3 separate regions of the Zea mays genome follow, and regions 1 and 3 are each linked to region 2. A link is a contact called in public Hi-C data. All regions are on one chromosome and are shown on one strand. Each heading gives the region's core, a stretch centred on a gene start, on an enhancer-like site or on the middle of the called end of the contact. The rest is flanking DNA. Distances are from core to core; before and after follow the strand shown. Region 1 holds the start of LOC100502508 (RING/U-box superfamily protein). Region 2 holds the start of LOC103650849 (sucrose-phosphate synthase-like). Region 3 holds the start of LOC100193707.

Evidence for each region. Hi-C and Micro-C count contacts between places; a contact is called where the count stands out from the background.
Region 1: a contact with region 2 is called in a Hi-C map of ear, with 2.6 times the contacts expected there. The contact joins the promoter of LOC100502508 here to the promoter of LOC103650849 in region 2. A contact is called at or near these places in 8 of 25 Hi-C or Micro-C datasets (ear, endosperm, leaf and 2 more) and 1 of 3 datasets of contacts at active chromatin or transcription factors (leaf).
Region 3: a contact with region 2 is called in a Hi-C map of tassel, with 5 times the contacts expected there. The contact joins the promoter of LOC100193707 here to the promoter of LOC103650849 in region 2. A contact is called at or near these places in 7 of 25 Hi-C or Micro-C datasets (bundle sheath, ear, endosperm and 2 more).

The regions. Positions count from the first base shown.
Region 1 is chr3:163,104,833-163,107,985 of Zm-B73-REFERENCE-NAM-5.0, reverse strand. It overlaps LOC100502508 (RING/U-box superfamily protein), which reads left to right and starts at 1,819. Exons shown (of 4, transcript NM_001196986.1): 1 at 1,819-2,790; 2 at 2,919-2,997. The coding sequence starts at 2,434.
Region 2 is chr3:163,418,299-163,421,628 of Zm-B73-REFERENCE-NAM-5.0, reverse strand. LOC103650849 (sucrose-phosphate synthase-like) reads right to left here and starts at 1,984. Exons shown (of 12, transcript XM_008676442.4): 1 at 1,196-1,984; 2 at 43-275. The coding sequence starts at 1,522.
Region 3 is chr3:162,938,662-162,941,608 of Zm-B73-REFERENCE-NAM-5.0, reverse strand. LOC100193707 reads left to right here and starts at 1,259. Exons shown (of 13, transcript NM_001138799.2): 1 at 1,259-1,370; 2 at 1,462-1,519; 3 at 1,622-1,677. The coding sequence starts at 1,675.

The DNA of each region.
Region 1 (3,153 bases), core at 570-3,069, 310 kb after region 2:
CTTTGGAGTGAACTCTAGCTCTTTGCAATTAATTGGGAGTTGGAATGCTTGGATGTGATGAATGGAAGTGGTTGGGTTGTATTTATAGACACCAACTACTTCCTAGTCGTTGCCCACTTTCTACCAACCGCGGACGGTTCGCATTTCTGGCCTTAACGGGCCGCCCCTGCACATCAACGGCTGAAATCGCAACGGTCAACAATAACGACTATAAGTGCATTAAAGGCATCGTCATATATCAAATAAAGCAGTCACGGACGGTCCAGCCGTACACCCCGGACGGTCCACGAGATGCTAAAATTGGATTTTACTGAACCTGGTACCATGGGGGTTTTCTGGTTTTCAACGTGCGAACGGTCCACGCCTAGAGGCCAAACGGCCCGCGCTTGGTCTCGGACTGTACTCTTTACTCCTTCAGACAATATGTAGAAGAAGATTTGATTTCAACATAGTTTCTGTCCGAGGTGCATTAGGTATCGTGGACGGTCCGCGCACAGATGAATTTTCCAAAAAAACTCGTCTGTCCAGAATAATCTACGTTATTCCGGACAATCGACTTAGAATTGAGATAGATAGACTTATGCACGTGTGAAATAATCAACTACGCAAACTAGTTAGTACATTAGTTTATAATTGTCATCAAACACCAAAATCAATTTAGAAAAAATGGTAAAGGTGGTTGAGCACATTTTCTTCGGTGTTTGTATACAGTAAGGTCGTTCTGCGTCATCTTTTTACAAATAACCCCTCACAGCTATTTCAAATTAACCCGCTGCACGCCTATAGATGGTCAAACGGCGGCCCGGCACGAGCCAGACGCCCGCGGGCCACAACTCTGGCCCAGACACGTCATACCGGCTTGTTGACTGTGTCGGGCCAGCCCGTCGTCCTATTTGATTAAATAGGCATAAAATGTTAAAAAGGTGGGGTTCGAACTCATGCCCTGATGGAAGAAGGGCTGGGTGAAGTTGTCTAACCAGTAGAACATCATGCTCAAAAGTTTTTAATATTGAATATAAATTATTTTTAATATTGAATATAAATTGTATATATGTATATATGTTTTTTGTAAAATAAAAATAATATTGGTGTAATGGACTCCATGATATTTGAGGTTGCTGAATTGGATGGAGCAATAATAATTTGTCACACTAATATAAAATGAAATGTTATTTGTTGGTTTTAAACGTTAGTAATGGCTACAAAGTAGCATAATTTATATGGAGCGCATCCAGTTTTTATTGATATCTGACTTTAGCAATCACTCCATATTTTGATCTATCTTTTTTATAAATTTGAGTTAATGTGACTTATTTTAGAAACTTGAGCTCACAAACTTTCTCTTATTTAGTCTCTGTATGGTGGAATTATGTCATTTTATAATATATGTTCGTTCAGTTAGTCGTTGTGAACTCTCTTCTAATCGCTCACTTTATTGACCGTATTGTACCAAGACATATTGGATGGAGTAAACAATAACATCAGTTAGCCAAATCAAAAAAATATTATACGGAGAGCGGAGATAATCAATAAAAATTTTTAAAAAAAATTTGGTGGATAATTTATATGGATATTGTTGTAAGCGGTTGTAACACACGGGCAAGCCCGACTAGTATGTCTTTAGTGCACAGTTTGATATGTTTATTTAATTTGTTTTTATTTTTTAATAGTAGTATGGGACGGTCATATTTTTTCTATTTATCTGTTAACAGAAACATGTGACACACTGACACGTAGGCCCATCGGTCGGCCTATACTCTTTCTATTTTCTTTCTTCCCTTCATGCTCCCGAGTCCCGATCCATCCGTAGAGGGCGGCGGCCGCATCCTCTCCCCCCGCGGCCGAGCTCCACCCCCACCCACCCACACGCACACACTTTGCCGGCGGCGAGCACCACCAGGACAGCAGGTGTTCCCTCCTCTTGGTTTTCCCTTCATGCGGTGCGACTGGGTCTAACCCTTCTGGAATCATCTCCGATTCGGGGGGTTTTAGACGATATCTGGGCGGGATACAAGGTTTTTGGATGGAATTCCGGGGATCTCTGTCGACCCATATGTTTAGTGGTTGGGGAATTGGGGAAAGCGGTAGAAAGGTGTGATGTTTTAGTCCTTTTTGGTTGAAGCGGAGCTTGAGTCTTTGAGAAGCCATTTGGGCGTAATTCTTCTTTCGTTGATTGGGGTCGGCCTTGTGTGCAGGTTACGCAGATGTTTCTTTTTAGAGTTATTGCATCTCCTCAGTTGTAGTTTATCTCGGTTGTGTATCCACGAGTGCTGTGTACACCAATTCCTGTAGAAAAGATGGGTGAACATGTTTTCATTGTTCAAGAATGTTGTTATATGTTTTTAAATCATGTAAGACATGTTTTAGTTTTACCATGGGGTCTCGAGAACAATATTGTTTATTTCCTCATTCTGTTTTGAAGCCGTCGGAATTATGCTTGTAATCATTGCTGAAGTTTTTGTGAACATATATTTTTTTTCAATCGATTTTGCTCGAGCCAGTATCTTTTATTGCAACACCATGAACTCCCATGGTGCTGGTTCGCATTCACGGCTTTTGGACCTCAACTATCCCCCTGCTGAAGGGGCTGGTGAGGGGGCTTCACGTTTCAGCAGTATCCCTGTCTCTCATAGAGAGGGTTCAAGCAGCATGCCTGTACAACACATCCAGGCTTCGAGTAGTACACCACCGGCTACTGGTGAGCCTCGCATTGGTATGCGTAGTTGCCCCATCGATGTGGAAGCCATCGATGATGATGCCGTTATCTATTCTTCAAGACCACTGCCTCGAGTACGTACTTGTGCATTGTTCTGGTGTCTATCTGTGGATATGCATATTATTTTGTTCTGCTTTTGATTCTTATATGATCATTTAATATGAAGAAAATGTTTATCTGGTTGGTTTCCTTCATGTTTCAGGCAAGACAGCAGTTGACCACGACAGAAAGTATTACTATCATAATAGATGATGATTCCGAAACAAACCTAGAAACAGCAGGTTTGATGTTATATCCAGTGTGAATTTTATAAACCATGTTCAGTTATTCATTTTAGTGCAGCAATAAAGTTGTTTTGTATGAAGATCCATAGTTCTCATTTCATTCCACACATGGTAATTTATTGTTTTGCTCTGTTGGACTGCCCCCCCCCTCTT
Region 2 (3,330 bases), core at 735-3,234:
CACATAGTGACATAGAACGAAACGATGTGCAAGTGGGTAGACCTGATGAGCACAATGTAAAGCTTCTTCTCATTATTGTCGTCAGACCAGACGGTAAGGTCAGAGAAGTTCCTCTGGAACTTCTTCTTGGCCGCCTCAACCGGCACAAGCTCAGCGAGGGTGTCCCCTTTCTCGCCTTCTGACAGATCGTCGGCCAGGTCCTCCGTCGCCTCACGACGCACCTGCTCCTGTTCCTTCCGGCGTGCCGAGATTCTCTGGATGCCCTCCAACTCCAGCTGCTCATAACATAATTCAGAAGCATCAGCAGATGGGGAATCTCAGCGATAACATGCGGAATTCTCTGTTGTCACGGACAAAACCGTGAATCCTGCTAGGTCCAGTTCAGTTCGATTAAGAAAGGCGAAATAAAAGCGAACTGAATCCGTGAGTATACGTGGACGCCTCGACGGGCGGTACATGCTTTAATGACTGAATGAGATACCTTTATATGAACAGCAATGAAACACTGCAGATCAGCAAAAAGTTTCTTTTTAGATGTGACATCACAGTTAAGTGTGGGGTTCTGAATTCTGAAAGCACCACAACCAACCATGCATGCTTGATCTATCGTCACTTCACCATCAAGCTTAAACATCAAATCAGAAAAAAAGTTTATAAAGCGAACGATTAAAATATTTATCAGATATTCTATTCGCTGTGCACTGTTCGTTTCATTAATCATGCATCTCCGTCCAGAAAACAAAAAACAGTAAAGACAAAACACTAAATATCAGGGATCGCTCAAGCGCGCCCTTCATTAATCATCCATCTCCGTCCAGCAAACAGAAAACACTGAAGACCAAAAGGATGTGCGCTTCATTGGTCATGCATCTACTTCCAGCAAACAGAAAGCACTAGAAGTCAAGGTTTAAGGATCGGCTGGATCGCTCTCGCTCATGCAGTGTGCTCTTTATATTCACGCACCTCCGTCCAGCAAACAAAAAGCACTAAAAATTAAAAATCAAGGAGCGGGCGGTTCCGTACGCATGCTAACTAACGGGAAGCACGTCACACAAAAGGGGCACGGGAAAGGAAGAAAAAAAAACAGAGATTGAACTGAAAAGGAAAAACACATTCAGAGACGAACGAGATTATTAACGAACAAAACAAGCAGCGAGAGATGATAGCCGAGAAAAGAGGCGGGCGAAACCCGGACCTGTTTCTTCTTGCGCGCGAGGTGCCAGATCCGCCAGCACATGTTCTCGAGCCTGGTGCTGCGCTCCCGGGCGTTGCGCGTGGCTACGACCTTGATCCACGTCCGGTGGAGGTCGCTCTCGTCGACGCCCTTGACCACCTCCTCGACGAAGTAGTGCGAGGGGTTGAAGTTCATGTGCGGGCCGCGGGGGCTCGCCCCCTTCGTCGGCGACGCCCCCGCCACCGGCGACCTTGGGTCCCCGCCGCCGCCGCCTCCGCCGCCGCCCGACGAGGTGCGGCTGTCGAGGATCGCCTCCAGGTACCCATTGATCCACTCGTTCCCCGCCATCGTCGGATCCCCCGGCCTCTCCTCTTCCGCGGTTCCGGCCGGCCTCTACCGCTCTCAGATCACTCGCTGCGGGAGCGTTAACCCAGGCGCCCACGCTTCTTCCACCCGCCCGCTTTTCGCCTCGCGCGTGACTCCTTCCTGGCCGTTGCTTTGTTTCCTGCTTTGGCGCGGCAGGGGAAAAGCGCGCCCGTCCCGGCGTGGCCACTGGCGACTCGAGAAGGGGAGGCTGCGAGTGTTAACTGGAACCGATCAAGAGAGAGAGAGAGAGAGAGGGAGGGAGAGGATGGGGCAGGCTCCAGGCAAGGCAGGGGGAAAGGAGCGCGCGCGCGCACGCACCACGCCCACGCGTCACCGCGGCATCGGAGGGAGGGAGGGAATTTGAGACTGAAGAAGGGACAGGTTCGTGCCTGCCGTACATGCGGTTGCAGCGGCGGCCGCAGCTGTAGCCTGTAGGGGCCTTCAGTTGCCACGGAGGCACGGAGGGAGCAGGGAGGCGGCGCGGGGATGAGAAAGCCGCGGCGCGGACGAAACGTGGCTAGGCGGAGCCGGTTCCTCTGACGTACTGCAGGGGGCAGTAGGGTCACTGCGCGCGGGCCCTGTCGCACGCGGGGGCCACGCGGCAGTGCCCACCCCCCACGTCAGAGGATCTCGTTCCGGCTAGGCCGTGGATCCCCGGTTTGGCTGGGCCCGCCTTATCAGCGAGCCGCCGGCCCCCCGCCTGGCCGCCACGACCCACGAGCGAAGCTGGGCCCCGCTCTTTTTGAGTTGCGCGTCCCGTTAGGATCCACACGCGGTTACGGATCGGGCGCGTTCGCGCGCGCGCGTACTACGTGCGGCGTACGTATGTGGACGCGCTGCGTCACCCCCACGAACCCTTTCCTTAGCCACCCATGTCTCATTGTCTCTCATCTCATGCAAGTAGAAGGCGCCCCCGGCATGCCGCCGAAGGCCGAACGCATGTCCTGGCTGGCAATGGCAGCAGCTGAGCAGCGACGCAATCCATGGCCTGTCCACACGTGCACCTTTTTTTTCAACTTATGGCCAGCAGAAACGGTTGTTGACTTCAGCTTTTAAGCTCGTTTCTATAATAATCACTTTAGTTAAAACTGTGTAACATGAACACAGAATCATCGAGTCGTTATGATTATAGGAAACCCTTTAGACTCTTTTATCTTCCTCCATACGTAATCTCTATGATACTTAGATTATCTACACAGTCAGATTCTCAGAAAAGCTCCTCAAAAAACAGCTAAAACAAACATGCCATAATATATCCAAGGACGCGCCATGGTCGTCGTTGTGGCACGTAATCAATATTCGTAGGAATAATACTACACTCTGTAAACTGATTCAAACAAATCTTAGTGTCATCTCCTCCATTGAAATAACTTTTATATTAACTAAACTAACATATAGCTCGTGCTAACGCTATGATCCCATAGAAGTGAGATAGCGATGGTAACAGTGGTGACGTGAGGAGAGAGATTAACGACATCGGTGGCATAAGTGAGGGGGAGAGAGAGGGGCAGCGGGGAGGGAAGGGATGAGTCATGTGAGATAATCTAAATAATATTGTTTATTAGATTTGAGTGAGTAAATGATAGGTAGTTCTCGTAACGTTGGTTTTCCACTCAACCTCGGCACGCAGTCACCCTTTCTCCTATGCTCGCACGCGCCTGTACGATCACCGTCATATGGGTCACCTCGACAGCAGCTATCTCTTTCGTCTATAACAAACCCATACTCAGATTCGCGCGCGTTATCGTAACCGATCGGCTGTAAATCCCGGGCCCTAGACCCTCTTCCCT
Region 3 (2,947 bases), core at 10-2,509, 480 kb after region 2:
GTGTTTTACCAGGAACAGTTGTCGGTGCAGCAGTATGCTTAATCATGAATAAATGATTTTTGTATTTAAATCTGGGCGCGCGGTTTGGTTTGCATTTCTTCTGGTTTTCTTGTGCGTTTCTTCTGTTCTTTTAAGTGAATGTTGTCTGAGATTTGTCGTTACAGGTTCACCACATGTTCTGACATGGATTTCTAGTTTTGATTGAATGCATGAAAGACAGGTTTATCAGTATTGAATGCTTTAATTCTTGCAAGAGTTTTCAGGTTTATGATGGACATCGTTGAGAGTTTCGGGTTCGAATGTTTCCCTTGAGCACTTCACATCCAGGTTTTGACTGTATGCTTGCAGTAATTTTTAGGTTCGAATGTTCCAAGTATCAGCCTGGAGAACAGGGCGTTTCGGAAATTTCGGAACTGCTGAGTATTGGAGACGAGCTATAGCGCTTCCTTCAAGAAATATATTGAAGAAGCGCTTTACATTTAAATAAGACCACTCCATTTTTATAAAAGGGGAGGTTTGGTTAAAAATAAAAAAGAATTCATTATATTTCTTTCTTCTACCTTCAATTTTATATCATATTTTAAATCTTAGTCCGTAAAATTGTACTTAGGTTCCAAGTGATCGTGACGGCGAAGGTTTCATAAAAAAATATTTTCAAGTTAACTAAGTTTGGATTTTCTTCTCTAAACCTTTGAAATCTAGAGCTTTAAACCTAGAGGTTTAGAGCTAAAACGAGCTTTACACTTAAAAGTTACCTTTAAGTTACTATTCATATTAGAGCTTAAAAGTAAGTTAAGGTGCCCTAAAATTTTCATAGGAGATACAAATAGGTACTAATTATACTAAAATATTTTATACAGAGCACTAAATTTTTTAGTTGAAGATATTTAAATAGCTCATAAATATGCTAAATTATTCTATGTAGTACTCGTTTATTAGTACTGGGAGAGACGGAGAGTAGTACAATAGCTTTACTTGTTGGGCTGCGCATCGTAAGCCTGTCCCGATCATCACAAACAGACGGCCCATAATTAAAACTGGGCTGGAGCCAGCAAGCCACTAACAGACAACCCACAAAGATAAAATTGGGCTGGAGCTAGTGAGCCACTAACAGACAACCCACAAAGAAAACTGTGGCGGGAAGCGCGCGAACCAACCAAACCCTATCTATTGTTCGTCTGCTCTACTCCTCCCTCCAAAACCCCGTTGAATCCGGTTGCTCATGGCAGCATCACCCACCTCCAATGGCGCCGCAGCTCGCCGCAGCTGGCCCGACCTTATACGCGCCTCGCTTTGGCACCGCCCTCCCCTGCCGCGCCCGGACAAGGAAGCCGGTCTCTCGGCGCCGGGCCGCGCTCCCCAAGGATGAGGTCTCGTGCGCCCACCAGCGGCAACGCTGATACGGGTCACCAAGTTCCATTGCGGCATTCGCGTTTGAATCTGTATTTTTTTTGTGTGTAGGATTATTACTTGATCGATGCGGATGAGTCCATTGGGGATGGCTTCTCGTTCAGTGGAGGCGAGTCAGGGACTTGGGCAAGCTCTGGGCTTTATCAGTCGGGTTCGATTCGGATTGATTGACATTGTTATATTTTCTTGTCTTTTGTGTGGACTGTTGCAGGGAAGTACGGGGATGGACCAAGTAAGTCGGATGAGTGGTTTGCTCAAGGGAAAATGGTATGGTGCTACCTTCTGTTCTTTGTTTTACATTGGCGAATGCTTCCATCTGTCATCCCACATGTAATTTTTCATGTCAGAAACTGAAAAACGCGCACATTAGCACTTTTCTTTTGTAGTTTGTCTTACCTTCCATATATGTTCTTTTTTTGTCTTTTGTGTGGGCTTCGTCGACGAACGTGGCTCCGCTGTTTTCGCTTGCGTCATGCGCGTCCCCGTCGCTTGCGTCCCACCGACACGCTTCGCTGATCCCGCCCACGTCTACCACCGTCGTGGGCGGACTGACCCACCGCCCCCTTCCCCATTGGCTCGTTCCTATGTCGAGCCCTCGGTGTACCACCCGGTCGCCATCCACCGTGACCTTGGCCATGTCCACCTAATGGTGACACGTCGCTCGGCCAACATTCTCTGCCGTGTCGATCGGTTCGTTCTGATGACTGTCTCTGCTTCGGCTGCCTCCTCGATTCCCTCCCCCCGTCCGCGCCACTCTCGTAGATCCCCACTGTCGCCGCGCTATGGAGGAGAAGTACTCGGACCTGTTGGCCAACCACACTTGGGACCTAGGGCCGGTCCTAGCATTTTAGGGGCCCTAGGCGAAAACTAATTTAGAGGCCCCTATTATCTCTCTCTATATATATTATATATCTAATATATATTTACATATAAAGTTTTTGAAAACATCTAGCACACATATATATTTACATATATATTAGATTTCCAACAAGCTTCATCTAGCGAACAGACTATTGAATAGTGTTTGATCCAAGACCAATTACTAAATATCCATAGCACACAATATATACTTATACTTAATACATATTTAGGGGCCCCATAACTTTGGGGGCCCTGGGCGGCCGCCCACTCTACCCACCCCCAGGGCCGGCCCTGCAGGTACCAACGTGGTCACCAGCAAGTGGATCTTTCGGCACAAGCTCACCTCAGATAGTTTGCTCAACCGCTACAAGGCTCGTTGGGTTATTCGGGGCTTCACACAACGCTCTGGAGTGGACTACGACAAGACCTTCAGCCCCGTCGTCAAGTTCGCCGCTGTTTGGGCTGTCCTCTCCCTTACCCTATCTCGGGACTGGGCGGTCCATCAACTGGATGTCAAGAATGGCTTTCTCCATGCCACTTTGACAGAGACGGTCTATTGCAGCCAGCCCACCGGCTTTGTCAACTCCGCTCGCCGGACCTGGTTTGCCGGCTGAACCGCTCTCTGTACGGCCTCAAGCAGGCGTCAAGGGCCTGGTACAGTCGCTTCGTCTTCTAC